Linked DNA regions of Mus musculus: all the other regions are linked to region 1. A link is a contact called in public ChIA-PET, HiChIP or PLAC-seq and promoter capture Hi-C data. All regions are on one chromosome and are shown on one strand. The core of a region is the stretch at or near the end of the contact, and the rest is flanking DNA. Distances in the headings are between cores, read along the strand shown.

Region 1 (2,968 bases), core at 154-2,653:
GGGCTTTCGATTACGTTTCACCACCGGTGACCACCTCCCACCTTAGTCTCTCGAACATCGTGCTGCTCTTACTAGAAGTGGCATTTGCATTAGGGAGAACTCGGAATGTGTGTTAGAATCCAGAGGGCTCAGGACACACATCCGTGGTTTATAATCACACACTCACCGGGCACTAACACAAGCCCTCTATAAAGCTCACAAGGTTCCCAAAGCACAGAAGAGGAGGACAATGAGACCCAGAAAGAAAGATCAGGAGAGGGACTTGAGATAGGTCCAGCAGCCCACTCCCCTGTGCCACCCCTTTCTCTTCTTGGTCTTTTAGGCCCAATTGCTTCAAGTAGCACAGACACACGGGAGACAATGGGTAAGAAAGAGAGGGGGAAGGAGAGCACATAGCGAACCCATCTATCCTTTGGATATTGTGGAAAACAAACATTTAGAAAGTGAAGTCAATCCCATCCTGTATTCACCATGATCGCCCTATACAGAAATCACACAAAGTCTCTTATTGAGGTAATTATGGGCCACTGCCTTAGCGTTCCACAGAAAATCTTGTTTGGCCTACCCAGGATTTATAGGGGAAGTGAAATCATTAAATAACTAGTTAACCTCTGTTTGGCAAAAAGAGTAAGTAATTACTGAAAAGGGGAGAAAGAAAAAAAAAAAAAAAACCCTGCCTTTCACAAACAGCACAGATAGCATCCTGAAGGGATTTACACAATACACCAACGTTTGTTCTGTACCCAGAGTTGTTAAAATAATTGTGATGACAGGTGTCTAGGTACCACTTTCTTAATGGTTTTCAATATCCATTGATTTATTATTGTGGCTCCCCCCACTTACATCTCTAGCTCTAAGAAGGGGCTAAGAAAAGAGATTTTGCACCAAAGGCTGATTCTTTATTCCTGGGCTGAAAAGAACTAATAAAAATAATCACTCGGCTTTTAAGCAGAAAGCTTCCATTTACAGTATTTCACCCTTACCCCCCCTCCAAGCCCCTTGTTATCTAACATAATGGCTAGAATACATTTCCGTCTCTCCCCTTAATAACTTCATGCATTAACATCCTCTTCACACATGCGCGTGCGTGCGCGCGCGCGCGCGCGCACACACACACACACACACACAGAGGCAAACGCGCGCGCACCCAGCAAAAGGCGGAGGTGGGGGGGAAAGAGGCAGCAGAAATCTCAGCTGTACTTCTAGCCCTTTTAAAAAGTTTGCTCTGTAAATTGGAATGAGGTCAGATTTGGAGCTTCTCATTGCACGCGGAGATTATTATTGCATCGGGTTCCAAGCCAATGGGAAGGACGGGGGAGGGGCTTGGCACGAGGAAGCGTTAGTTACAGCGGCTGATTGGCTGTCTGAGAAAGGATAAAGAAGCGCGAGGCGGAATTGGGGTCTGCTCTAAGCTGCAGCCAGAGAAACAGAGTGAGGGGAAGAGGGCCGTCTCCCTCCCGGTTTCCAGTTCTTGCACGCTGTTTCTTAGAGAGTCTGCAGTGGGGGAACTCTGCCGGTAACCAGCTCCCCTTCTTGCAGGAGGGAGGGAGAAACATACATTTATTCATGCCGGTCTGTTGCATGCAAGCTTCTTGGCTTCCTACCTTGCAACAAAATAATTGCACCAACTCCTCAGCGCCGATTCCGCCCACAGAGAGTCCCGGAGCCAGAGTCGCTTTGGCTTTGCACTGCAGGAAAGGGACTTAGGCGCTAGAGACGATGTCGCTTTCCTGAGCTACCGCGAGCTCTCGTGAACTGCAATCGACTGCTTCAGGGAAAGGGGTGGGGGAAAGACTTGCCCCGGAGGCGGCGAGAAACTTGCGTTTGGAAGATACTCCGGCTACCAACGTTTGGAGAAACTCCTCGCCGCGGCCGACTCCAGCCTCGGTGCCCGCAGGGAGCACTTCAGCGGTGAGGGAGGACGGAGGGCCTCGGGGACTCTAGGTTGGCGGCGGGAGGCGGCCGCCCCTGGCCCGCGCGCCGCTCAGGGGACCCTGGTCTCCGCCCCGGGGAGCCCGCAGGGCCCGGCGACCGCGCCGCGAGCGTGTGAGCGCGCGTGGGCGCCCGGCAAGCCGGGGCCATGGTACAACAGACCAACAACGCGGAGAACACTGAGGCTCTGCTGGCCGGGGAGAGCTCGGACTCGGGCGCCGGCCTGGAGCTGGGCATCGCGTCCTCCCCGACGCCTGGCTCCACCGCGTCGACGGGCGGCAAGGCGGACGACCCCAGCTGGTGCAAGACGCCCAGTGGCCACATCAAGCGGCCCATGAACGCCTTTATGGTGTGGTCGCAGATCGAGCGGCGCAAGATCATGGAGCAGTCGCCCGACATGCACAACGCCGAGATCTCCAAGCGGCTAGGCAAACGCTGGAAGCTGCTCAAGGACAGCGACAAGATTCCGTTCATCCAGGAGGCGGAGCGGCTGCGCCTCAAGCACATGGCTGACTACCCTGACTACAAGTACCGGCCGCGAAAGAAGGTGAAGTCGGGCAACGCGGGCGCGGGATCGGCGGCCACAGCCAAGCCAGGGGAGAAGGGCGACAAGGTCGCGGGCAGCAGCGGCCACGCGGGAAGCAGCCACGCGGGGGGTGGCGCGGGCGGCAGCTCCAAGCCCGCGCCCAAGAAGAGCTGTGGCCCCAAGGTGGCGGGCAGCTCGGTCGGCAAGCCCCACGCTAAGCTGGTCCCGGCGGGCGGCAGCAAGGCGGCTGCATCGTTCTCTCCAGAGCAAGCTGCCCTGCTGCCCCTGGGGGAGCCCACGGCCGTCTACAAGGTGCGGACTCCCAGTGCGGCCACTCCGGCCGCCTCCTCCTCGCCGTCCAGTGCGCTGGCCACCCCAGCCAAACACCCTGCCGACAAGAAAGTGAAGCGCGTCTACCTGTTTGGAAGCCTGGGCGCTTCGGCGTCTCCCGTCGGGGGCCTGGGAGCGAGCGCCGACCCCAGTGATCCACTGGGGTTGTACGAAGATGGA
Region 2 (2,968 bases), core at 223-2,722, 2.9 Mb after region 1:
TCAGATATTTAGACATATTAAAAACAATGACTTCATTGTCATATGTTCTGAGCTGTATTTACATGAGTTCAGCTTTCCTAAATCAGGTACAGATGACATAAGAAGTGTAATATCTAAAATTAATACAGTATTTTCTTTACTTGGTCAGACTCAGCTAATTGAAGACGCAGGCAGAGAAAAAAAGGACTCCTAACCTAATAATAGGCTCATGCAGTGGTGTGCGTTTTGTACTGAAACCCTTCTCTGTTCTCATATAGGCTAATTCACTTTCTTTTTCTTGGCAGTTCATCCACAGCCAGGCAGCATAAATTCTACGTTTGCCTGGGATGAAGAACCAAGCCAGGTTCCTCTGTGGCCGTATCCAAACTCAGTATTTCCTAATGGTACTCAGATTTCTACCGTCAGAACTCTGAGTTCCCAGTGCCCGAAAAACCAACCTAAATGTTTGTAATCTCTTATAACACACACACACACACACACACACACACACACACACACACACACACACAGAGAGAGAGAGAGAGAGAGAGAGAGAGAGAGAGAGACTGGCAGACAGACAGACAGACAGACACATTCACATACTTACACCTGGGATTTTGCTTGTGTACTCTTCTGTTTTTTTATTTGTTTATTTGGTTTTGGTTTTGGGGTTTTTGTTTTTGTTTGTTTGTTTCTTTGTTTGTTTTTTCTGTCTAATGGCTCTTTCTCTTGAGGATATTCATACCCTATTCCTCAGTTCAGTTTTTGTTGAATATGTGAATTCAGAAGACTACACATTCTGTCATCTGCATTTCTCTCCTTTTGCTTCAAAAACATGCATTTCTGTTTTTATATTTAATTGATTCATTTCTCTGGAAATCTGTAAGGAAAGAAGTTAAAAGTGCTGTTTACATAACTGTCATATTATTACCTAAATGATGGGGCATCTCCAACACTCTACACATGCGGTTAATGTATCACAATTCAGCATTTTCTTGCACTAAATGCATGCTTGTCAGAAAACAGCAGAGAATGTGTCCCAAGCAAATATCCATCATCGTGTTTGCAGGTGGGACTTGTGTAGCAGAGAAAGGGCCAATCTATTTCACTGCCTGTCAGCGGTATTGTCAGCAAAGAGGAGAACAGTGTTAATATATAAAATGCTTTGCTTGCATCCATAGAAGACTTGGGTTTGCTCTGTCAGTAGCCAGGCATTTTGCACATATTTTCAGTAAAGTGATGTGGGCCTTCATTTAAAAGGCCAGCTGATGGACTAATACCAGATTTTATTGAGACTCTCATGATGAAAAGGCCACTTCTTCTTGGTACCATCCCTGGGGTTATGCTGCATACCTCTCCTCCAATAATTGTGCACAGCAATAACAAGCCAGTGGCTGTGCACAGTAATTGGCACCCCCTCACTGCATTTGTGAGTAGTCGATCTGAGAATTACTGAAATCGAACAACAGCCACAGTGACTGCAAGACTGAGGCACATATTGATCTAGAAGGAATAGGATGGATCTGTCAGGCCTGGGCAGAATACATCATCCTCCTGGTGAGAGAATTCTTCCTGCAGAAAAAGGAAATAATTATTCTCTCCAATGATACACTCTAAACAAAAGCATTCACACTCATAAAGGAGCCTTTGACATGGGAAAAATAGCTTTTTAATAATTTTGTAGCTCTTGCTTTAAGAATCATTTCTTTGTGATCTGCTCAAGTTTTTTTTTCTGAACCTCCTCTAGTCTATTAGTACACTGAAAAATGTTTAATCGCTGTATTCAGATTTCAATTCCCATTTAACCAGCCTTCAGTTAAAATGGAAAGAGGCAGACCCATTTAGTATACACAAAGTAGGAAATAATTGCGTTGGAAAACCCCAAAACACACAAATCAGAACCAGCTGTTGCCAAGCAAGTATGGAAAGCTGTACTCTGGACTTTCCATGGCCTGCAGCAGCGATGTTATACAAACAGCAAGTCCCCACGGTGTCTCAGCAGCTACTCAGGCAGTGGAAAGAATTAGGTATCAAGCTAAAGGTTTACCAGATGGAGATTCAATCAGTTTCTTTTGTGCAAAAAAAAAAAAAATCTTTATCTAGAATGAATATTTAAGAATAGCTACATTTAATTTTGAAAATTAGCAACATTTTTTAGCATCATTTCTGAGATGAACAATAAGCACTAGGGAGACTAAGTGGAAGCTGTATGCATAAAGCAGAGGACATGTGTAAATAAACAAGTATAACCTGAAAACAGCCAACTGAGTGTAAGTGGCAAGTTCATTATGGGAAAACAAACAAATAAACAGAAACATTGTTATATTGGGTTGCTGGGCTCAAGATTGGAGATAACAAATTGTTTCTCTAATAAGAAATAGACTTGTATGCACATCATTGTCTTACAAGTTGGTGCTGCCATTCTTGATATCAGAGCCCTGGTGCGGTGGCCCAGAGCAAAACTCCCAAAATGTGTACTCCATGGTAAGCTGAATTTTGAACTTTCTCTTCCATTTTCTAAGTACTTTAACCCCCACCAGTTTCTTCTTTGTTGCTTAAAGTGCATTCTGTTTCCAGTAATCTGAGCCATTGATTGTTCAAGGTATTTACAGCTGTCCAACCTTATAGGGAAATTCCCTATCTAGGCTCCTTCACAGGCCCCCACCCCACCCCTGCCCAGGCCTCCGTGATTTCTTGTCTCATGTGAAATTTTTCACTCTAAGAGCAACACTGATGTTCATTATAGTTGGCAGAAGAATAAGCATTTTCGGTTTGTGTTGCAAGATTCAGGGTAAAGAAAGATCCCACTTGGGGAAAGCCTTGGAATAAGGTAAGAAAACTATACATTCTTTGAAAGGCACTCTTTGGCAAATCATAAGTGCACTGAAGTTGGAAGAGTGTGTTGAAAGGCAGTTTTGTTGAGGGCTTTCAAGCTTCATGACTGGAAGGGCTCTCTCTGACTCATTGCTCCTCCACTCAACATGCAAAC
Region 3 (2,968 bases), core at 343-2,842, 2.8 Mb after region 1:
TTTCTCTCTATTGATATGAGAACTATACATAACAGAACAGCAATATCATTGAATGTAACTGAGGAGGTTTGATACTTAAATATTTAGTGACTACTATGATTGGTAGAAAAATTCGAAAAACTGACAAAATGTAATTCACCCAAATGCAACATTGGCCCTATTCTGGAAATGACAAAAGGAATATTGCAATAAGAAGAGCCTAAGGAAAAGAAGATCCAGTGACAGGCCGTAAGTGGTATCCAGTTGAAGGGGAGGCCCCAAGACCAGACACTATTACTGAAGCTATGGAGTGCTCACAAAAAGGGACCTATCATGACTGCCCTCTGAAAGACTCAAAAAGCAGCTGAAAGAGTCAGATGCAGATATTTACACCCAACCAATGGATAGAAGCTGCTGACCCCTGTGGTTGAATTAGGGAAAAGGTAGAAGAAGCTGAGGAGGGCAACCCTGTAAGAGGACCATCAGTCTCAATTAACCAGGACCCCTGAGATCTCTCTGACACTGGAACACCAACCAGTCAGCATACACCAGCTGATATGAGCCCTCCAACACATATGCAACAGAGGACTGCTGGGTCTGGGTTTAATCAGAGAAGATTCACCTAACCCTCAAGAGACTGGAGGCCCCAGGGAGTTTAGAGGTCTGGTGGGGTTGGGGATGGGAAGACATCCTCGTGGACACAGGGTTTGGGGAGAAGGTATGGGATGTGGAACAGTAGGAAGGTAGACTGGGAAGGGAATAAAATCTGGAGTATAAAAAGAATAAAAATATAAAGAAAATTAAAAAGACCTAAATTTAAAAAAAGCAGTTGTTTATTCTCAGATATTAAGATTGCCTTTTATGATTGATGAGGTTTAAAATTCTTGTCAGTTGGTTGTCGTTCTCCTTTATCAGTAACCTGGATTGATTGTCTTCATCCATTTTGTGCTACTCTAACAAAATGTCTAATGCTGAATAATATCAAAATTAAAGGCGATTTGTTTGACTTACAATACTGGTGACTGGAAAGCGCATTTGATGACAATGACCGCATGTGACCTGTCCAGCAGGTCCAGTTATTCGAGGGTCTCGAGGGGACCTTTTCCTAAGAACCAAATGTGGGGGAGAGAAAAGACAGACACAGGGAACCATTCTGAATAGCATCAAGGTGTCACTGTATTAGCAAGGCTCAAGGCTTAAATGCACAAGCAAAAGGGGAAGTACTTCTCAGCAGGAGGAATGGGGCAGCTGAAAAAGAGGAAGTACTTCTCAGCAGGAGGGATGGGGCAGCAGAAATTTTTCTTTTGGCAACTACTCGGGGAAGCAGGAACTTGGTGGTATCAGGGTACATCTTGAGGTCAGGACATCCAGAGCGGTTGTTCTCGGAGTGGTGTGTCAGTGGCCCGCTTTTGACCACCTTTTCTTCTGGGGGGGGCAGAGAGGCCCATTTCAGAGATCAGGACAATAGTGTTGTCTTAATAGCTCCCAACACGCATGTGTCACAATGTGGTTGATGACCTCAAATGTACTATGCACACTCCAGTGAAATTCTGCTTGGCAGGCAGAGAGGCCTGGAAGCACTCACGAGGCAAAGAGTTTCAAGGAAACTCAACCTCCTGGAACCTCGGCATTCTCATAACCCATATAGTCATACCCTAACCCCGTGTTAGTCTGGTGTATGGATGCATGTGCTCTCTTTTAGTATTATTTATTACAATTGCCTTTAAAGATTGAATTCTGACATAGCTAAGCCTTTGCCAGTGTTCCAATGTCCCAGAAAATCCTTGAAGACAAACTTGGAATTCAGTAGGAATTCAGTAAGAAAGTTATTTATTCAGTAACATTCAAATTTACTTCCAATAGAGAAGGTGAAACTAATTAGGCATTACAAAGATGGAGCTGGGGGTAGGGGGAATAGCTCAGGGCTGGTCTGCAGAGTGTTTACTTGAGACAATAGCCAGTCTTACCCAGACAAGGAAATTCACAATGGCCTAGTGAATAGGTGGATTTACCATGAAAGAGTTAGGGAACCCCCCTGAGACAGGTTTCTTCACTAGGCCCAAAGAAACAGCATAAATCAGGCATTTACTAAGAACCCCTGGTGGTGGGCTTAACAATAGACTAGCATTACGCCTGGCTCCCTTCTTAGTGGCAGCTGCCTGGTCCCCACCTTCTTTTGATGTATACATTCCTTTTTTATTGTGTCACTGTAACTAGGCAGATGTATCTCACCTGGTTTCTTGTTGCTCCTCTGTATAAAAAGTAGGATCTCGATTTGAAAAATTACATTCAGATTCTACACAATCTCTCATGTGATTCTGTCTGTCATTCATTTTGCTGACTCCTTGTCTACCTGCAACCAGAGACCCATTCTATGCAGACAGGGACCAAAAGGGTCTGCGGCACACATGTAGATGAACATGCAAGAATTCACATTGGGAGAGGGGAATTAAGAGCAAAATGGGATTGTGATTTCCTTTTATTAAAACTTTCCCTCAGAGAAAAATGTCTCCTGAGGTAAGACCATCATCTTTCCCTTCACAAGGGAGTCATGAACCAGTTATGTGATCCCCGTCCAGGAGGGTGTAAAGATTCTACTGCCTCCTGAAATTATTGCACTGGAGACCAAGATTCTAGAGTGCAAAACTTTAAGATCGTAACCATATTCAAACACTAGTACTGATCATCCTTTCATCTCAAACTTGAATATATATGCAAATGTTTCAGTCCATCCTACTATGGGTTAAGTGGTGGTCCACAAATTTTAACAAACTGAAAGAAACATCATTAAATTTATACTATATAGTCGTTTTTTAAAACCTGGATTATTGAGAGTACACTATTCGACTAGAAAAGCTGTGATTATCTTAGTTATGCTTTGAAACTATTTTTAAATTTAAACTCATGTGGGAAAAATGTACTTTAGGCAATTTAGTATTTTAATTTATTGGGATTTAATTCATATCACTACAGATGGACCATCTGTGTA
Region 4 (2,968 bases), core at 183-2,682, 2.8 Mb after region 1:
TTCTTAGTCTAAGAAGAATGAATGAAGTTATTGTTACAATTGAACTGAAGAAAGCCAACATCCAGAAATAGAAATCAAACAATGTACTTTAATGTCAGACATCTAAAACTCACTCATAGACTTCAGGGCTCTCAAGGCTTGGACATTTTCAAGTCTCTGGCTATGCTATATGCAGAACAGAGTTTGACTGGTAGACTGAGACCAAGTCCACTGCATCCCCACTTCTGTTATGTCTGGTCGTCCCATGGTGCTGACATTTTCAGCATACTGGCATCTCTCCAAATACTGAGGATTCTTCTTTACCAATGGACTCCCCTGGTTTGTTTTGTTTTGTTTTGTTTTGTTTTGTTTTGTTTTGTTTTGTTTTTACAGTGTCAAGACTCAGCAATTTTCATGACTTTTTATTTGCCACCAAGCAAGTATCCATTATCAAGTTCTTCTACCAGTTAGAGGTGCAGTCTTGAGCCCTCTGGAACACTTTCCTCTGAAACTTCACTAGCCCGACTTCCACCGACTGTATTTCTTTCACCGTTATCTTCAAGTTTTTCATAACAACTCATTAAACTCTGAGTACTCAATGGCTCTTCCTATGCAAAGCTCCAAATTCTTCAACACTCTTCACACAAATCAGTCTAAAAAAAAAGTTTGTTCCATCATTACAGCTCCTTACCTTACCAATATGAATTCCTATCCTTATAATTTGCTTTCTAGTGATGTGATAAAACACTGATCAAAAGCAACTTGAGGAGGAAAGGATTAAGTTTGCCTCTGGTTATTGTCTATCATCAAAGAAATCCAGGGAAAGTGTTCAAGACAAGAACCTGGAGGCATGAACTGAAGCAAAGCAGAATCATGGAGTTTTGTTGCTGGTTCCTTACTTCTGCTGCTAAGGAACGGCCCTGCCCACAGCAGTCTAGATCCTCCTACATAAATTAGCAATTAAGAAAAGGCCCACAGACAGGTCCACAAGGCCACCCTGATGGAAGTTATTCTCCAGTTGAGGTTCTGTAACCAGCATGAGTTAGAAACAGCTTCTCACACTTATTTTAGTTCTGCTACAGAAGTAGTCTGGCTTACAAAGCTCTTGCCAAAATTTACGACATTGAAAGTTAGGTGACGAGTGATGCTCTCCCAGATAGCATGCAAAGAGTGAAGTGCTCTATTCAAAAGGCTACCTCCTCAGAATCAAGAGGGATTGCTTTTAGGAATGCACGAAATGCTGAAGCTGAGAGTGAAAACTCTGCTCCTCAATTTTAGCTCTCCCCAGTGGGCTAAGGACTCTTACACTGGTGCTCAAGCTTCTGTCAATTTAACAACATGCCAGCTGCTAATGGCCACTCATGCTTAGGTCAGGATGGCAGAAGGCTCTGTACTGCAGAGGCTTCTGCAAGTTCCAGTGCAATGAGTTAGCCAGGGAAGATGCTGATGAATAATCCCTTCCCACACATGCACAAAAGTTAGCACAAATAGGCTGCTTTCTTGTTTGACTCCCACACTCGGGACTAATGAAAGTTTCTTCTGTCTGTACTCCTTATCTTTCTTCAGGGAAGTACATAATTAGCTAATCTCAGTCTCTTACAATCTCCTGATTCTTAGACTGTACACAAGCAGTTTCTTATGGTGCTTCATCAATGGGCTAGCATTTTGGAAAAGACTGCAAAGATTGCCTTAGCTATGTGAACAACCATTTTCACTCTCTCTCTCTCTCTTTCTCTCTCTCTCTGTGTGTGTGTGTGTGTGTGTGTATGTGTGTATTTGTGTGTTGTATGTATATACATGTACATGTGATATATACATGTAATATACATGTGAAGCAGTGTGTGTGTGTGTGTGTGTGTGTGTGCGCGCATGCGCACGCATACGCAAGGGCTCATGCATATGAGACTAAAGTTTGCATCAGGTGGCCTCCACTATTCCTTTCCATTTTAGCTCATAGACAGGACTGTTACTGAACCAAAAGCTCACTGATTACCTCAACTGGCTAACCCATAAGCCCCAAGAGTCCTCTTATTTCTATCTGACCACAGTTATAGATATGTACAACCACACCTGGATTTTCTGTGGATGATGGGATTCTGGTCCCAAATTCTCATACATTCATGGGATATATCTTACCAATGGAACCACCAGAAACTATTATAAGTCATCATAATTTCATATATTTCTGATTTATTTATTTCCCAAATCCATCTTCTATTGGAAAGCTTATCCAAAGAACCCTTGGTCACTTCCATCAACAACAATAGGCTTACCAGGAGCAGATATTCATGTTCAATTTGTTATTTACATCACTTTATATCAGCTGTAGATATCCAAGGTAAATATAACTCCTCCTCCACTACACAAGAAGAGGTTGAAGGCCAGGTACTGTCTGTATTTGGTGAAACTGCCACCAATTACCACATGGCAGTTTGATGATAAATCTATTTTTAACTGCTGCACTATAGAGAAAGGGAGTTGAGAAATACTTATAGGAAATGTGTGAAAGGCTGTGGTATGGTAAAGATTTGTAGATCTAAATCAAAAATTATATTCTCTTCCTTCTGGTCCCTGTTAGACTCAGGATGCAGAGAGGACAGAAAAAAATCCAAATAAGAATCAACACATTAATCAACAGCTCCATGTGATGATAGAAGCTTACATACCAGTAGTCAATAAGCAGAATCAAGAGGAGTGTGAACCTGAAGTCAACCTAGAAGGTATAGTGAGAATGATTATATTTATATATGGTGTATGTATGTATGTATGTATCTATGTATCTATGTATCTATGTATCTATGTATCCATTCTTTAAGCAGGAAGTCCATCTGCTTAAGTCAGATGATCTAAGTTCTAAGAACAGACAACAGAAACAATGGAAGTCTTGTATTCTTGTGTGGTCTAGTGGAAGGATTCACATTACTCTGGCTTTCTACACAAAGGACTTTCCAAATGTGTTATGATGTCTTAAATTTGACTTATGTGCAAA
Region 5 (2,968 bases), core at 157-2,656, 2.7 Mb after region 1:
TATAGTGAATAGTGAAATATTTTAAATAGAAGATTGGGTTTAAATTTTGTATTACATTTCAGAGTACAACCTGTGTTCTTTCCTCTGCACATGTAGACTGAGGCTTGGAGTTCAAACTCAGAAAGGCAGGCTTGGCATTAAGTGACTTTACACATTGAACCATCTCCCCTGTCCTAGAGTTTCTTATAAATTTCTCTATTTCACCATTTGTTGAGACAGCAACATCTATAAATACAGAGTAGAAATTAATAATCATCATTAATCATACAATAATTATTCCTGTAATTATAGTATCACCATTATAATATTGCAAATATTGTTAGTAAGTTTTAATTGGAACATCATGAAAATATTAAAAGTACCTCAGTAAACAAGCCTAGTCTATTAATTCTTAATCAGAACGTATAAAGCTATTTCTCCTTATTCTCCCTTACCTTTATAATTTGTACAAAGTTTATTTAGTGAAAGGATTTATTTCTGTTTACTGATTCTGCATGTTTAAAATAAAATCTCTAGGATACAAAAGAAAGTCCAATTTGTAAATATAAATAAAAGCCACAGTAAAATATTCAGCATAAAATACAGCTACAAGCTATTTTACATTTAAAGAAAGTCTGACTTTAAAATATCAGTTACAGGTCATTGATGGGGTAGGAAGGTCAAAGCTGACACAGACAATCTTCTTTAAACCATAGTGCATAGACAGAACAAGTCTTCAACAATTGGGTTTATTCTGCTTATTTCACCCGTGGAAGAGATGAAAAAGGTAGGGACGATGAGGGTGACAGAGAAACAGAGAAGGACATGGATAGGGATGGATGGATGGATGGATGGATGGACGAACAGATGAAGGGGTAGGTGGATGGAGAGAGATAAGAGAGAGATAAAGAGACAGACAGACAGACAGACAGAGAATATATATATATATATATATATATATATATATATATATAGAAGGAGAGAAAGAAAGAGAGAGAGAGAGAGAGAGAGAGAGAGAGAGAGAGAGAGAGAGAGAGAGAAGAAAGAGAATGCCTTAGAGGTTTCTTTGCTTTTAGGGACTATGATGATTTTGTGTTTTATCCCAGTAACTCAGCCAAAATGAGAACCAGGCTTTGGGTGTGTTATGGCATTATTTTGAACCATGTTAGTGCATGCAAGGAACTTTGGTTTGGTTTGGATCGTGTTGCAGCATAAATTAACAAGGTGTCAAATGCACATCATGACCCCAGCTTTTTTTTTCCTCTTCAGCAAGCTGAATTCATAACAGCACAAGACTCCTTCTGCAGTTCAGCAAATCGTGTGTGGTGTACCAGCTCAGCGAGTTCTCAGCCTCACAATCTCCTCCATGCCACCCTTCATCTGGGAGAAAGGAGGGGGCTTTCCACAGTCTGTGACTCACAAGAGCTTGGATTTTGAACTTGTTCCCTGCCCACTGTGCATGCACATGGCCGCTGTTTCCTCCACCAACTGTGGAGAGTACACCTTACAGAAATTGCCCTCTCAGCTGCAGATTGTCTGCACACAGCACTGCCCTGGCTTTGGAAAGTACTCAACTCTCTATCTCCCCTGAGCACATTGAACAGCTGAGTTGAAGAGTGAAAACTGCCAGAATGCTAATCGTGGGAAGAAAAAATAATAATAATAACAAGATCCAGATGGGGTAAAATGGACATGTTTCATTTACCCTGGGAGACCTACAGTATATCACTTGCAGTGCACAGACATTGAGTTTCAGCTCTTTGTAAACAAATACTGCAGAGGCATATGCCACAAGATTATAAACATGGTGAGCCATAAATTCGATGGGCTGTGCACTGCTCTCTACACACAACCAGCGTTCTTAGCAGGATCTGGGGCTGCAGTCTGTTCTCTTGGCTGCTCTTCAACCCTGGGGATTCAGCTTACCCAAGGGGCCATTCCTGAGGGGGGCAATCACTTTAATGAAACACACAAGCTTTTCACCAGAAAGAGAGAAACTCTCGCATTCTGGTTAGACCTGTGTGGGCTCTGGGCAGCTGTGGGGTTGCTGCAGGGATCCTGAAGACCACAAATGCTGCACTCAGCCTTTTGTGTGTAGAGACAGGTGGCTCTGGCAAGCAAATTTGTAGGTTTCCGATCCCGGTTCTGCTCTCTGCCCATCGACACTGACTTAGCAGAAATGTCACACACACATTCCCTTAAAAAGCATACAGGCAATCCTGAACATTGCTTTCAGAAAGGGCTCAGAAGACCATGAAAGAAACTATGAAAACCCAATTAAATTTTTTTTTAATTGGCGGATAGGTATATACAGTGTAGCAGTATCTAATGTTATTTTAATGCACAAATAAATAAACTGTATGATATTGAAACCAGTATAGGCAACCTCAGACCCTTTTTTACTTTCCTCATTACTGTGACCATAGCCATAAACTAGGGAGGATTTACTTTGGCTTACAGTTTGAGGAAACAGTCAATCGTGGGAAGGAAGACACGGTAGATGGGGTCCCATATAAAACAAACCCAGAAAAAACCAAATGTGATTTGTTCTATCTCAGAGAATCAGGAGGCAGAGTTAGCCCTTCTGGATAGTGGGCCTACTTGTGTCCTTTTAGCCTTCATCTATGGCTCTTTCTTTCCCAGAAAGGCCCCATGTACAAAACATCCCACAGCCTCCCCAAATGGGCAACCAGCTGGTGACACAGAGCTCGATCATATGAACCCAGAGCGACATTTCACACTCAAACCTTGACATTTGTCATTTCATATAAAATCTTTTCTTCTAGCTGTTTATCTTACAAATGAGACAGGGACAATCTAATTACATTCTCTAAGGGCTTAAATCTGCATCATTCACAATCTCTGAGATCTAAGAAATAATATGTTCAAAACAGGATGGTATCTGCTAAAACATTTCTACCCACTCTGTAGGCCCACAGGGATTTGGATAGGGTGGGTGCTCCATTGATTCTGACTACAGAGATTTTCC
Region 6 (2,968 bases), core at 309-2,808, 2.4 Mb after region 1:
CTGCATCTGATTCTTTCAGCTGCTTTTTGGGTCTTTCAGAGGGCAGTCATGGTAGGTCATGACTTTTTTTGAGCACTCCATAGCCTAGTAATAGTGTCAGGCCTTGGGACTTCCCCTTGAGCTGTATCTTACTTTGGGCATGTTTCTGGACCTTTTTTCCCTCAGGCTCCTCTCCATTTACATCCTTGCAGTTCTTTCAGACAGGAAAAATTATGGGTCAGAGTTTTGACTGTGGGATGGCAACCCCATCCCTCACGTTATGTCTTGTCTTTCTGCTGGAGGTGGACTTTACAAGTTCCCTCTCCCCAATATAGGGCATTTCATCTAAGATCCCTCTAAATATTTAAATCTTAAATTAATAATTGATACTGCAGGAGCAATGAAAAGTTTCTTTGTTTGTAACAATTTATTATGCTGCTATAAGAGGGGAAAGTTTGAATATTCAATAAAACATTGTCAGTATTCACAGAGTGGTCTTCAATCTGAGCGAAGGCACCTCAGACAGTGCTCACTGCTGTCTGGTGTAACAGTACACACAGAGTATAGTTGTTTTGTGTTCAGAATCAAGGATGGAGGGACTTTGTAGGATACAACAGAGGTGAATGGTGCTGGAAGTACCTTGAATGTGTGGAACTTTTGCTTCTGTGTTTTTGGTCATTTTACATTCATAAAACTTCTATTGTTAACCACATTTTTACCATTACACCACATGGGGTTATGTGGTATTTTCTGTGTTGCTACCCACAATTTAAAAGCTGTGGAGTAATGGTTTCCTAGGTTGCTGGTAAAATATTATTTCTGAGTGTGTCCCTGAAGATATTTGCATTTGAACTAAATGACTAAATTCAGTTGATCATTGTCATCTATATGTGCCTGATACCACTGAAAGGCTGAACTAAACTAAACTGGCAGGAAGAGGCAGATTCGTTCTCTGAGATGGGACTTTCTATCTCCTGCTGTCTTGGTGGTATGGCGCTACAATATTTGGCCTTCATACTCATCCAGAGCTCCCCACAGTTTTCAGGGTTGTGCATATGGAGTCAGTTAATCTCTGGCTTCCTGGACTCTTCAGCTTCAATATGAACCCTGTACTTCTTGGCTTCCCTAATTTCATGAACCCCTTTCCACCTCTTTCTTTGGAGAACCCGGATTAATATGGCAAACTTCAGCCATGGGCTGAGTCCTGCAGTGTGCCTGTTTTTGTAAATCCGTGTTTATTGGATCACAAGCCCAATATTGATGATAGAGAAGATGGCTGCTTCTTTTGCTCCCACTGTGAAGATAAGTTGTGATGCCTAGAGGATTCAATATTTTCTATCTTCTCTTTGCAGAAAGTATTTGCTAGCCTCTGACATTCTGACTGAAGATCCTCTTTGTTTTTCTCTCCTTTTTTTTCAGAGATCCTGATGTTTGAGAGAAGGTCTTAACTCTTGATCCTCCTGCCTTCAAATCTTGAACTTGAGTACATGTCTGTACCACCACACCAAGCTTAGGGATCTCTTTTTACCTTTTTCATAGTCAAAAAGTTCATGTCTATTTAGCTGTGTTTTAAACTGTTAAAGTCATTCCAGGGCCTGGTGCATAAAGTATCTTTTTACAAAAGCAAGAACACTTTCTATTTTAAAACTGCTTTCAATTAGTAAAAAACATTAAATAAGAGGACAATGAGAACTATACTAACGGCAGGTTAAAGGTTAGTGGCATCTCTAACGAGGCTAAGTAATCACCTGACTATCTTAATGTATTCCTAACGTCAAAGGGACACAAAAAGGTTTGTACCATGAAGAAATAATAAGTAAGCAAGTGAGACTTCTCCATTGCTCCTACTAAAACCAAAACAACCCTTAACACAAATATTTTTTTAACAAGAATTATTGCCATAGAGACTAGTGCCCACAGTAGATCAGAGAGCAACTTGAAACCCCCGCATCCCAACAAAGGAAGGTCACAGGTCTGTAGAGTGTTTTCCTTCACACTGCTCTAATGATTAGAAACAGACCTTATGAACATTGGAAATATGGACTCATTACATCTCTGTACAGCACTGCATTCCTTTTCTTTACAAGGCACTGTTTTCAGCAATAAAGTCACAAAAATAAAAACATATATAAGGATAAGAAAAGAGGTACAGAGAGATACTCATTATTTTTATACCATCAATTGACAGGAACACATTAAGGACATCACTACTGGGAATGGTGCTTGGGCATGACAGTCCATTAGGCAACTTATTTTTGGATACTCATTAGGAGGCAGCTATGCCTAATGCACTGTTGTCCCTACCTAGTACACAGGGAAGGCTTTCAAAGTCTGTTAGTTACTACCAGAGGATCATAGTTTTGACTACAAGCTCTAGAGACTTCATCAGCTTCATTTGTTTCCATCAGAACTTATTCCTGTAAGACATTATAACTTTGTCAATCTTCCTGACTTCTGTATCACAGATTTTGTAACACACAGTCTATATTGTGCCTATCTTGCTTATGCACGTTTGAGTCCTTATAGCAGACACTGTAGGCTTTTTAATTGCTAAAACTTTTCACTCTTGCCATGTGCAAACACTAAACCTGTTCTATGCAAAGCAATTGCTGATTGCACTGAACCCTGTACTAGTTACTTTGCTTGTTGTGAACAAATGGACAGGCAAGAGGCAGCCTAAGATTGAAAAAGTGTATTTGGGGTTTTAGTTCAAGAGGATGCAACTAGCAGGAGGATGAGGTGTCTAAGTCACATTGCACATGTAGTTAGGAAGTAGAGATTCATGAATGTTGATGTTCAACTTGTTTTCTCCTTTTATTCAGCCTGGAATCCCAGGGCATGGGATGGTGCTGCTCATATTTACAATGGACATTATCTTCTTAAAGTTTCTAGAAGCATTTTAATAGACCCAGTGTATTTTCAGGGTGATTCTAAGTTGAGATAATTTTATAATTAATAAGAACAACCTCTAAAACAGGGTTATCTAAAT
Region 7 (2,968 bases), core at 159-2,658, 2.4 Mb after region 1:
TCTAGAACTTGGAAAGGAGACAAGGGAGGATAGTATTAGTTCATGGGGCAGGATAGAATCTAGGCAATAATTCTGGAATCCAAGTAACATGTTGCGCATAGATATGTGGGGTGATGTCATTCTCAAAGAGGCTTACGACTCTGTTTGTGAGCACAGCAGCTTTAGTTTTTGTGTTCTACTTAACAGTAGGTCATTGGGCTTTGGGCAGGATACACCACTAGCTTCTATTGAAAACATCTCAAACAGTAATGCTAAGGCTGAAAGTACATTAACAACATATATGTGACCTGACCTAATCTTTTGATATAAGTTGATCTTTAATGATTAAGAAATTACCAGAAAGGAACAAAATTAACTCTATTGATGGGCGATGACTTACAGCATTTTGTTTTCTAATGCTAAGTCTTAATGCTACACTGATAAGAACTGTAAAGACAGGCATGATGGTCAGCTGGGGCTCTGCCTTGTTCCAAGTTAACATATGTTGCTTTTAGAGCCTGTACAGACACTGTTTTATTTGGCCTCTTATCTCAGGATGGTTGACAGTGGAGGGGTTCTAAAATATACTGGAAACTGACTCACTCCTGACACACCTGCTATAACTTGAGTTCTGATCCACAGCAAAGAATTGGTGTTTGTTTTGTTCATTTTTTTTTTTTTGAGATACCCTTAAAGAGCAAACTCTTAAAAGGAAAGACAATCCCATTTCCAACACGTGTCTTTGGCCTAATGGGCTTTCAAATATAAAGTAAAATTCTGTTAACATGGACAGATATGGATCTTTTACCTGTTACCCATTTTCTTCTTATGTTACATTAAAGAGGAAGGAAAATATTGGAGAGAAGAGAAAGAAGAAAGGAAGGAAGAGAGAACACTTCAGGAGTTCCCTTCCAGAAGTTACCCAAGTACACTTATAAAAGCAAAATGCATGTTCAGATCAACTTGAATTTGCATAAATTAGCATGCTGCCCTTTGTCAATTTGGTAGTTCTGTTGCTCCCTCTGCCAGGAATGCACTAAGTGCTGGAAAAATGACAGAAATGACTCCAGCCTTACAAAGCAATGGTTCAAACCAACAAAGAGCCCCTACCCTGAATGTTTAACACTCAAAAAACGAGCACCACTAAGTGGCATCCAGTTTCTATTATCCATACAGCTGTCTTGATGTTTCCTTCTGCATCGAACAGTTATAAATTGGCTAAATGTCCCAGGCTTTGGACTATATAGTAGAAGATAGGTCAAAGCATGAAAGAGGGTAGTCAGATTCAGAGAGAAAAGCAAAGAAAAAGCCTCAACAGAGCTGTCATTATTTTCTCTTGCCAACTGGCTTTCAGAAACCTCTGACATCCTTGGTCAGATGCTGAGCATGTGATGTGGCATCACCATGGCTGGCACCCTTCACAGAGTGGGCCTCTACTGTGCAGGTGCTCCTGTTCCCAAGGGTCTTCCAAGAAGCAAGCTCCTCTCTAAAGGGATTGCACACAGTTGCCTCTTAGTTTAAATGGGACACTTATGGAAACACAGGATGCCTTGTTGCTAAACTTAGTAGCTCCTGTTGCTGCCTGTACCCTGATTTGCAAATGAGAGAAGCAGATGCAAGTGATACAGGCTTCCTAGTTCTTGTCTTACTGCTTATTTAAACTAGTGCCCACAATGATATATGAGATGAGGTGACAAGACAGAACAATGACATCCCAAATGTCTGGATCATAGTTATAACGGCTATGTATTATCTAGCAGTTGGTGTTGAAGCTCATCCACCCCAAGACAAACTCAGTAATGACCAGTCACACCCACAAACAGTAAGGAATCTAGTATTTACAAGCTGGTTTCACTGAGACCAACTGCTTTGACTGTTCTTAAGTCAGACCCTTTCATCGAAGTGTATCAACTTGTTTCCTTACCAATCATTCATCTTCTTGAAATTGGAATCATTTTCTTAGAGAAACCTAAGAATCAAATGAGATAAAATGTGCTTAAGATCTTTACAAGTAAAGTGACCGTTCGTGATCTTCTCGGTGGCCACAGATTTGGCTTTCTTTGGATAAACTATAAATCATATTCTTTCAACTCCTTCAGACTTCATCCTGTTGACATACAGTCAGAATTACAGAGTGAGAGTCTAGAATCCTGCTCTAGGATCCATTCTACCTTGTGGTTTGAGTAGAGACACTGCATCCAGTAACTCTCAGTCCCCATTTTATTTTAGCCATTTTGGTTTTCTTTCTACATTTTTAAAACATTGTCATGGATCCTGTTTTGATAAGAGGGTAGATCTGAGGAGTCTGTGTCTCCCCTTTGGTGCCTATTATAGTTGTGTGTGCTTTAAAATTTTACTAAATATGAGAAACATTTTAAAAATTGAAAGTAAAATGTGACCTGCCCCAGGCTTCTACTAGCACAAGGACCCTCATTAATATTCTAATTGAGTGTCTTGAGCTTTAAATAGCATTTGGTCTTCGAGCTCTTGCCTGAGAATCTATAATGCATGTGTCTTACAGCCTGGATATGACTGGAATCCTTTCTATTTATACCTTCCTGTTCCTAGCAAACCACTTCCCATGATTCATTTTTATTGGCAATCAAACAAGCGCTGTACTAATGGCATGTAGAATTTAATCAATTAATGGAGTTCAATAGGCCATTTCCACTTGCAATATTTAGAGAGGTTAATTTTGCAAACACTCGACTACTCTAGAAGACTCCATAGCAACTTAACTTCCAGTATATCCTTATGCTCACTGGATTGAACAAGGAAAAACTGAGAAAGATGGAGTCTTTGTTCCACACAATATTCTTGGACACACTGCTAATTCTCTACTGACTTAGAATCTTTATCTTAGATTTATAGTCCCAGGAAGTTTTCAAAAAATGTGTTGCTGTCAGCAATGTTAATATTGTGACAGTATTTATCACATATGCCTTCTCCTTTTGTTTTTAAACTGTCCACTCTCCCTCTTAGATCCCTG

Evidence for each region. Promoter capture Hi-C pulls out the DNA fragments that hold promoters and counts their contacts. ChIA-PET counts read pairs in DNA pulled down with a chosen protein or histone mark. HiChIP or PLAC-seq counts read pairs in DNA pulled down with a chosen protein or histone mark.
Region 2: a promoter capture Hi-C map of second pharyngeal arch cranial neural crest shows a contact between it and region 1, with 9 times the contacts expected there. The contact joins the enhancer-like site here to the promoter of Sox4 in region 1. A contact is called at or near these places in 3 of 39 promoter capture datasets (the 3T3-L1 cell line, cranial neural crest and second pharyngeal arch cranial neural crest) and 6 of 115 datasets of contacts at active chromatin or transcription factors (the NIH/3T3 cell line, astrocytes, craniofacial prominence and 3 more).
Region 3: an H3K27ac HiChIP or PLAC-seq map of embryonic stem cells shows a contact between it and region 1, with 6 times the contacts expected there. The contact joins the enhancer-like site here to the promoter of Sox4 in region 1. A contact is called at or near these places in 2 of 39 promoter capture datasets (cranial neural crest and hippocampal neurons) and 5 of 115 datasets of contacts at active chromatin or transcription factors (astrocytes, craniofacial prominence, embryonic forebrain and 2 more).
Region 4: a promoter capture Hi-C map of hippocampal neurons shows a contact between it and region 1, with 11 times the contacts expected there. The contact joins the enhancer-like site here to the promoter of Sox4 in region 1. A contact is called at or near these places in 5 of 39 promoter capture datasets (the 3T3-L1 cell line, frontonasal cranial neural crest, hippocampal neurons and 1 more), 2 of 484 Hi-C or Micro-C datasets (cerebellar granule neurons and cerebellum) and 9 of 115 datasets of contacts at active chromatin or transcription factors (astrocytes, differentiating embryonic stem cells, embryonic forebrain and 6 more).
Region 5: a contact with region 1 is called in a promoter capture Hi-C map of second pharyngeal arch cranial neural crest, with 8 times the contacts expected there. The contact joins the enhancer-like site here to the promoter of Sox4 in region 1. A contact is called at or near these places in 6 of 39 promoter capture datasets (the 3T3-L1 cell line, cranial neural crest, frontonasal cranial neural crest and 3 more) and 3 of 115 datasets of contacts at active chromatin or transcription factors (craniofacial prominence, embryonic forebrain and forebrain).
Region 6: a promoter capture Hi-C map of second pharyngeal arch cranial neural crest shows a contact between it and region 1, with 11 times the contacts expected there. The contact joins the enhancer-like site here to the promoter of Sox4 in region 1. A contact is called at or near these places in 6 of 39 promoter capture datasets (the 3T3-L1 cell line, cranial neural crest, frontonasal cranial neural crest and 3 more) and 4 of 115 datasets of contacts at active chromatin or transcription factors (astrocytes, embryonic forebrain, embryonic hindbrain and 1 more).
Region 7: an RNA polymerase II ChIA-PET map of neural stem cells shows a contact between it and region 1, with 16 times the contacts expected there. The contact joins the enhancer-like site here to the promoter of Sox4 in region 1. A contact is called at or near these places in 4 of 39 promoter capture datasets (the 3T3-L1 cell line, cranial neural crest, hippocampal neurons and 1 more), 1 of 484 Hi-C or Micro-C datasets (stem cell-derived neural stem cells) and 7 of 115 datasets of contacts at active chromatin or transcription factors (astrocytes, differentiating embryonic stem cells, embryonic forebrain and 4 more).

Annotation. Positions count from the first base shown.
Region 1 is chr13:28,952,134-28,955,101 of GRCm38.p6, reverse strand. Sox4 (SRY (sex determining region Y)-box 4) reads left to right here and starts at 1,403. Exons shown (of 1, transcript NM_009238.3): 1 at 1,403-2,968. The coding sequence starts at 2,081. The region is part of intron 1 of Gm46405 (a long non-coding RNA gene); the gene reads left to right.
Region 2 is chr13:26,079,480-26,082,447 of GRCm38.p6, reverse strand. No RefSeq gene overlaps it. Among named protein-coding and RNA genes, the nearest start is that of Gm11351, 110 kb to the right of the region's middle. Within about 2 kb of position 1,472, at least 27 of the 459 cell types and tissues checked have an H3K27ac peak or open chromatin away from gene starts, as enhancers often do. A contact at or near this core is called in craniofacial prominence and second pharyngeal arch cranial neural crest, where this site is marked.
Region 3 is chr13:26,112,870-26,115,837 of GRCm38.p6, reverse strand. No RefSeq gene overlaps it. Among named protein-coding and RNA genes, the nearest start is that of Gm11351, 150 kb to the right of the region's middle. Within about 2 kb of position 1,592, at least 7 of the 459 cell types and tissues checked have an H3K27ac peak or open chromatin away from gene starts, as enhancers often do. A contact at or near this core is called in embryonic stem cells, where this site is marked.
Region 4 is chr13:26,149,100-26,152,067 of GRCm38.p6, reverse strand. No RefSeq gene overlaps it. Among named protein-coding and RNA genes, the nearest start is that of 1700092E19Rik, 160 kb to the left of the region's middle. Within about 2 kb of position 1,432, at least 7 of the 459 cell types and tissues checked have an H3K27ac peak or open chromatin away from gene starts, as enhancers often do. A contact at or near this core is called in hippocampal neurons, where this site is marked.
Region 5 is chr13:26,282,544-26,285,511 of GRCm38.p6, reverse strand. 1700092E19Rik (RIKEN cDNA 1700092E19 gene) reads left to right here. Exons shown (of 3, transcript NR_045933.1): 3 at 1,249-2,353. Among named protein-coding and RNA genes, the nearest start is that of 1700092E19Rik, 28 kb to the left of the region's middle. Within about 2 kb of position 1,406, at least 28 of the 459 cell types and tissues checked have an H3K27ac peak or open chromatin away from gene starts, as enhancers often do. A contact at or near this core is called in second pharyngeal arch cranial neural crest, where this site is marked.
Region 6 is chr13:26,538,116-26,541,083 of GRCm38.p6, reverse strand. No RefSeq gene overlaps it. Among named protein-coding and RNA genes, the nearest start is that of 1700092E19Rik, 230 kb to the right of the region's middle. Within about 2 kb of position 1,558, at least 4 of the 459 cell types and tissues checked have an H3K27ac peak or open chromatin away from gene starts, as enhancers often do. A contact at or near this core is called in second pharyngeal arch cranial neural crest, where this site is marked.
Region 7 is chr13:26,574,506-26,577,473 of GRCm38.p6, reverse strand. No RefSeq gene overlaps it. Among named protein-coding and RNA genes, the nearest start is that of Hdgfl1, 190 kb to the left of the region's middle. Within about 2 kb of position 1,408, at least 34 of the 459 cell types and tissues checked have an H3K27ac peak or open chromatin away from gene starts, as enhancers often do. A contact at or near this core is called in astrocytes, neural progenitor cells, neural stem cells and 1 more, where this site is marked.